Linked DNA regions of Mus musculus: region 1 is linked to region 2. The links are chromatin contacts, called in public Hi-C maps. All regions are on one chromosome and are shown on one strand. Each heading gives the region's core, a stretch centred on a gene start, on an enhancer-like site or on the middle of the called end of the contact. The rest is flanking DNA. Distances are from core to core; before and after follow the strand shown.

Region 1 (3,570 bases), core at 511-3,010, 120 kb before region 2:
CTAAACCACCATTCTCTGTATATCAAGGTACTATGTCCTTATTGATGCTTTAGAATATCCATTCTCCTTTCTGGCTTCCATCTTATTATCAAAATGAATCCAACATGGCTTTCTTAGGCTTTGTAATAAATTCTCAGGGTAGCAGGCTCAAGTTGGTATCATGTCATTGATGTAAGCATAAGTGTCTCTCTCCCTTTCCCTCCCACTCCTCCTCCCCTTCCCCATCCTCCTCTTCCTCTCCCTACCCTCCATGCCACCATCCTTTCCTTCCACCCTCTTTTTCTCTCCCACCAGTCTTCTTATGTCTCTCTCCTGTCCCTGGAATCTATAAGAACCTATAGAAATTGCCTGTTCCCACACATGCCAGAATCCAAAGCCCCTGAAATCCTGACCAAGGCATTATAAGCAAAAGAATCTCTTTTGGTATAGCATTGGAAATGTAAATGAGCTAAATACCTAATAAAAAATGGAAAAAAAAAAAGAGTCAAATGTCAAAAAAAAAAAAAAAGGAATCTAAGGAGCACCAGGACAATTTTTAGTCAGCCTACTATGCACCCAAACTACAAGCAGAATTCCCAGTGCTACTCAACCTGTTTTTACTCAACACTGAAAAAGAATGGTGTTTTTTTTCTACTTTTTTATAGCTCTTTGCTCTAAAGAAACAGTGTATTGAAGCTACTATGATTTCTGAAGCTTTGTATTCAGTAAAGAAGTGTTTCATTGACCAAGTCCCCATGATGCAATTAGCCTTCTCCAGTGAGAAATATCATAAAGAGATAGGAAAAGGTAGAGGTTCCTATAGGGATTTCATAACCAGGGGTGGGGGTAGGAGGGAAAGAATTTACTTTTCCACTGTGACCTTGGCCTCTCTGCTACAGATAAACCTGGACAGACAGATTTTTCAGCTGCTGTTTGCCTCAAAATCTGATTCTGCAAAAAGGAGAATCATAAATTTTTCCTCTGATAAGAAGGTTAAGAGAGCATGGAAATGCTGTCTTCCTCTGTGTACAGGGATATCCAATATTAAAAATTCGTAGATATTTTTCTTCTAAACTTTTAAAACCTTATATGTCTAGGAAGAAACCTTTTCAGTTAAGCCATTATAAAACAAAGGCTTAGCATACTTGGGGGCGGGGGGGGAGTATTCCTTGTGTACATAGAACCTGCTTCTTTCAACTCAGACCATTAGCAATAAAATCAAGGCATAAACTAAACTATGATAACTTTTTTAAGTGTACCCTTTTCCTAGTAGTACACTTATAGTTTATATGTCCGTAGAAACTGGAGTCATTCTTCATATTGGATAAATATCACCTCCACCTTACTCAGAGAAGATTAAAAATAATCATTTGCCATATCAATGGATTCTATGGTAAAGCACTTTTTTAATAAACAACTTTGTTCGAAGCTGTATTTGCCCTGTCAGCACCACATTGGCTTCGCTGCAAAACTGTGTCCAGTGCATTATCATCAGACACAAGAAACAGGGGTGTTACCTTCACAGAAAGGAGCCTGATGCCAGGTCTGGAGAAGTCCCACTGTCGCTTCGTAGTCACATTGGCAAAACCAAAGCCACTCTTCAGGGTCTTCACCACTTTGCAAGCTGTCAAAATCCTCGTCATTTTGAAGATGTTTTGTGACTAAAATTAAATCACAAATATCTCATGAGATTTTGATGTCCAATTTGTTTGTAACCAGTGTGAAAGAAAGCTGTGTGGCGACAGTACAGTTGAGGCTGTAGGCTGACTGCACAGCGATCTTTGACTCCCCATTCATTCTGCCATTAAATAACCTATCTACAGCTCCTCCTTTCCTTAGCCCCTCCTCCCAAGCTGATGTCCAGAGATGTTCCAATGGACATGTCATACAAATTGCAACATAACAAGTGGCACCTTCTCCTGTGGAAATCATGATACTGCTGTAGCAAGCAAGCTAGCCATCAAAGGAGTTGCTTATGTAGCTGAATAACATGACCCAGGCATGGTAAACAGCCTTAGGTGTACTCCTTCTTCAAAGGGCAGTACCTTGCTAATAATGCAAAAGATCAAACACTTTGCTAAGTTGGAAATGGTGCCTCATTCACTTCAGAATCCATTTGGATTTCAAGAAAACCCAAATATGGAAAAGGTTTCTGCTTGAAAAAGGATGATGGAAACCACATCCAGTAAAGAAAATATCAAAACAAACATTCCTCTACAAATATACAGAAAACATCTGAGTTACTTGGGAAGAGAAACTACTAATGAAGTAATATATTATATTTCTATTACAACACTCTTCTTCATTCTAGATTTTAAAGCTATTGGTAACCCTAATCAGAACACAAGGGAACAAAGGAATTTACTGTGTATCTCCAGATCTCTTAAGCCTGTAAAAATGAGAATAGAACAATGGGAAACAATTTAATATAAACATTAATCTCAATTATTTAGTGATTTAAGTATCACCTAAGATAATGCAAGATTTGGGCATTTGTGTTTTGACCTAAATACAATTACTCAATTCATGCTTTAGCCACAGGTAAGAGTGGGCAGTCAAAGGGTCACATTGGCTAGCAGGGCATCTCACTTAAGCCAAGGCACATAAAGAGAAGGCAGCCCCACAGCATCATTGCCAGACAGCCTTGAAGGCCAGGAAATGTAAGCTGTGAAGACTTACTCCTTAGGATTTCCATAGTGAAGGTGATGACATAAAGGTATGTTAATTTCACTGACATAGTGTCAATGCTGGAAGGGAAAATACGAACCCACAAATAAGTATCAAAGCAGAGCTTAAATCCTCTGTCTTGATGCATTAGTATAGAAACATTCACTGGGGTCAAACTATTTGAAAAAATAGTTAAAATTCTTAAACTCAAAATAGAAAATTCATACATTGGGACTCCACACGCAACCTCAAGATTGGAAAGCCCGGAAATGGATAAATAATGAATAAAATGGTGAGTGTCTTTGGAATTAAGTGCCCAGATAGACTAGAACTTACAACCAAACTGTCAAACATTATGACATGAAGGAGGAAGCTTACACTTGGGCAAGTCAAAGGGGTGGGGCTTAGGACATGATGGGTAGGGATCACGAAAGTCAGGCAAGAAAAATTTAAAAGAATAGTACACTTTCATGAAAGACATTCTTCATAATATTTTGAATTTTTCCCACATTGCTATGATTCTTTCCTTACATAAGCTGCATACATTCAGCTAAGGAGGGTGTCCAGAATATATCACGGACACAGATGATGGGCCTTGTCTTAGAAAATTTACTGCTTATAAGCCAGGACATTGTGGGTCTCTACGTTTATATAATTCATTTGTCTGGAAAAGTAAAATTATTTTACACAGTAACTTTCCCTCTGTTACTCATGCACTTACCATAGTTGTCACTGTCTATAGCTTTATTATTTTCTTGTATGTAATCCCACATAGAGAAATAAAATCAAGGCATTTATCACATTTGGAAGAATTACAAACATTCCTTTTAATTTAATGCTCAAAAAGCATTTTATTCTTTTCCATAAATTGAAATGTAAATTCATTTTCTCTCTCTCTCTCTCTCTCTCTCTCTCTCTCTTTCT
Region 2 (3,306 bases), core at 339-2,838:
ATAAATAAATAAATAAATTAGTCAGTGAGCATTTACCTCAGACTATAATATTAGTAGCTGTCATGGTGGCCACCATTTATGAACCCAGGCATATGCTGAGTCATAGATACAGAGCCTCTGGGAGGTAAGTGGCCACGAGGCAGTGCTGAAGGAGCTGGCATGTGGCCAGGTGACAGGAAGTGAGTGGCTAGAATAAGTAGCTTGACTGTGCTTGCCTCCATTCTGTCTCCTGTCTTCCTCTGGATAAAAAGAAAGCCAAGAACCCCCGAGGGGCCTCTGATGTTGAATGCAGGGTATGAATTACAGGATGCTTCCCATGACCAAAAGTCAATAAAAAATAAAAAAATAAAAATAAATGAGCCTTAGGAAATGGAGCCATTTGGTGTAGTAACGTGTGCTTCTTTCTGTTCCTCTAGGGATGGCTGGAACAATATATTTCTTGGCTGACCTGTTAGTCCCCACAAAGGCCAAGTTCCCTGCATTTGAACTCTGAAAAGAAAGCATGTCTCCTGCCGCTTACAGCATGACTCTGTGTATTACTCTGGGCTACATATTGCCCTTGCTTTTGAAGGAAGCAGAATGAAACTGTGTACTTTGAAGTGGTCGAGTTTTTATTTCCATAATTTGTCTTTAGCAGTTCAGCACCTTTTATTATTTACTTTTTATTTATAAGTGTACTTGAAGCCATCTTAATTCCCTTCCAGAGGGAAGGATGGATGACAGTACAGTATCTTCTGATCATTCGCATGGTTCCCAGACATGCAGGAAATGTTCCTCTTACTACTTATCCATCAATGTGATCCATGCCTGGGAGCATGTTATCCCATCTCCTGGGGAGAGAGGCAGGAGGATCACAAGTTCAAGGCCAACCTAGGCAACTTAGTGAGACCCGTTTTCAAGGTAAAGAGCAGGAGAGATCTGGCACGTAGCTGAGTGGTAGAACACTCCTAGCATGGAGAAGAGCCCTGGGCCCTGCCCCAACACAGATACACACAGTGCACACAGTGCACACACGAGCTCAGTGCAGGTGGACACATTACATGTGATGGCTGTTGCTGGGTACTGCCTTCCAGCTCTTCTGTTGAGCATTCTGCCTCCACAGAGAGTAGTAGTTCTGGGACTGGGTTCTCTCAAGTGGTGAGCAAAGGGGACCAAAAAATGTAGCCCGTGCTTCTGGAAGAAAAACTGCAAGAGTTATAGACTAGATTTTTGGGCCTAAATGTCATTTTTTTAAATTCCTAGTTTCTGTCTGAACTAGAAATCCCACTTCATGAGCCACACAGGCCCTATCTAGCAGCAACAGGATCAAAACTTAAATGGTTGGGATGCACATTCTGATCTGAAAGTTTACTCACAAATAACAGTTCCTTGGCTTGTGTTAGATTTCAGAAATGTTTGTTTTAAAAGTTGTCTGTCCTTTAGTACTCAGATGAGATCTAGAAGTAGATTGTCTGTGTGAATTTGCTGAGACAGGGTCCCACCTGACCTTTGGCTGACCTTGAGACGTTTGGCTCAGCTTTGCCTTGCTTTTCGCTGACTGTGCCTGAGTGAGTGCCACATGTCATCACCTTCTGTCAATTGACTTGAACATTGATCTCGTCACTAACTAGTACAAACTCTAACTCTGCTTACAAAGAGTGTGGAAAGGGAGCTGCTCTGACCAGTAGCTTCTAAGAAAACACGGCTCTTGGCTGGAATGGGATGTGACTGCCTTCATGCGTGTAACAAATGGCGGTTTGCATATCCCAAGAGCAAGTGTCCTTCACATTCCGAGACCACCTCGGAGTCAGGTTTGTTTGTACACGAAGACTCCCCCGTGTTTCGACCTCTGAACAAACGCCTATTGACTCTTTAGCTCCTCCCTTCTTTCCTCGATATCAAAGGCCTAACCAGACTCTAACCTACGTGGTAACATTTTCCAGCTTTAAAACAACAGGGTCTAAGAATATTTAATGTGCTATTTGTGGCTCTTTTGGTCATTCAGTTTTTATTGGAGATCAAATCCCCATGGAGTGTATCCTGGTTGCTATGAGGAGTAATCTCCTGTTATTTTCTATTTGGTACCAAGATAGCTAATATTACGTGAAATTTTCTGGCCCTTTTAAGGGTGCCTACAGTAGGATCCAAAGAGCAGCCCAGCACTCGATTTCTAGGATTGAATTGGTCCTTCTGTGACCCCTGTGCATCCTCAGAAGTTGTGTGTAGACTGTGCCAGGTGAAGGCTTTGTATCAATATTTATAAGTCACTCTTAGACAGTAAAGTGCAGCTGTTTGGCTGGGTGTCCAGCTTTAGAAAAGAAAGCCCACTTTGTTTAGTTAAATGGCTTATTATATTCTGTCTGCACTTTACTATAGATACTTATTAAAGAAAAAGAGGAAGTGTTTTGATCAGCCAGTAGACTTGGTCACAGTGCTTCCCCAGGCATCCTGATGAGTGTTGCCTCCTGCATATTGTCACCCATGAACAGACTCATGAACACCATTCAGCTCTCTTCACTGTAGCATTTTAGAAACTCACTACACTGACAGTGTTTATGCCGCTGTTGACTAATGTTTAAGAGCTAGGAGAGTTTTCTAAGGATCTTAAACTCACATAGAGTAAAGGCTGACACCAACGCCCCTCCTCGGGTAGAGGCTGCAAGAACCATTTCCATTCAGGTGTCGTGCAGACATGGTTGGTTTTATTCTTATGCATTTTTCCTTCAGAGGTTTTAATTCCTAGTTTCAAAACCTTCCAGTGGCTGCTTTGGAAAACTCAGTGGCATTGTTCATCTCCATCCAGAGACTGGGCAGTAAGGGGTTCTGAGCCTGCCAGGCAGTCTATTTATCCCCTTGTGCTTTTCAGCCCTAAACTTGAATCGTGTAACATGTCAGCATTGACATGGCCGTCTCCATAGATCCCACCAGGGAGTTCATTTCATCCCAGCTGTCGGTCTCCCATCCTCAGGGTCATCTGGTTCCCTTATCCTCATCATGCCCTGCCTGTATCAACGCAGAAAGCCCCCATGTAGATAGACTTAGATTGAAGAGGATCTACGAGTATTTTTTTCTCCTTCCCTGTTTCTCTAAGTAACAGAATTGCAGCACTCTATTCCTGTGTCCTCAGGTCAATTTGTATCTAGATTACTGGGCCTAATCTTGAAGTAAGTAGTGTAAGTGGGATCTTTCACTTCTCTCCTCCTTAGGCTCCAAGAACTCAGGTGTAGTCCCCGGCTTACTTGACATTAATTCCAGTTCCTCTTGCTTCCTCAAAACCGGTCAGACCAGGTTTCTGGGGGCTCCATACTGCTGGGCCATAGAAAACTG

Evidence for each region. A called contact is a pair of places that touch in the nucleus more often than the background predicts.
Region 1: a contact with region 2 is called in a Hi-C map of liver, with 1.6 times the contacts expected there. The contact joins the promoter of Cps1 here to the enhancer-like site in region 2. A contact is called at or near these places in 1 of 39 promoter capture datasets (liver), 2 of 484 Hi-C or Micro-C datasets (the HL-1 cell line and liver) and 1 of 9 other capture datasets (liver).

The regions. Positions count from the first base shown.
Region 1 is chr1:67,121,217-67,124,786 of GRCm38.p6, reverse strand. Cps1 (carbamoyl-phosphate synthetase 1) reads right to left here and starts at 1,760. Exons shown (of 38, transcript NM_001080809.2): 1 at 1,497-1,760. The coding sequence starts at 1,622.
Region 2 is chr1:67,000,668-67,003,973 of GRCm38.p6, reverse strand. It overlaps Lancl1 (LanC (bacterial lantibiotic synthetase component C)-like 1), which reads left to right. Exons shown (of 9, transcript NM_001190985.1): 9 at 417-3,306. The coding sequence ends at 493. Among named protein-coding and RNA genes, the nearest start is that of Lancl1, 37 kb to the left of the region's middle. Within about 2 kb of position 1,588, at least 18 of the 459 cell types and tissues checked have an H3K27ac peak or open chromatin away from gene starts, as enhancers often do. A contact at or near this core is called in liver, where this site is marked.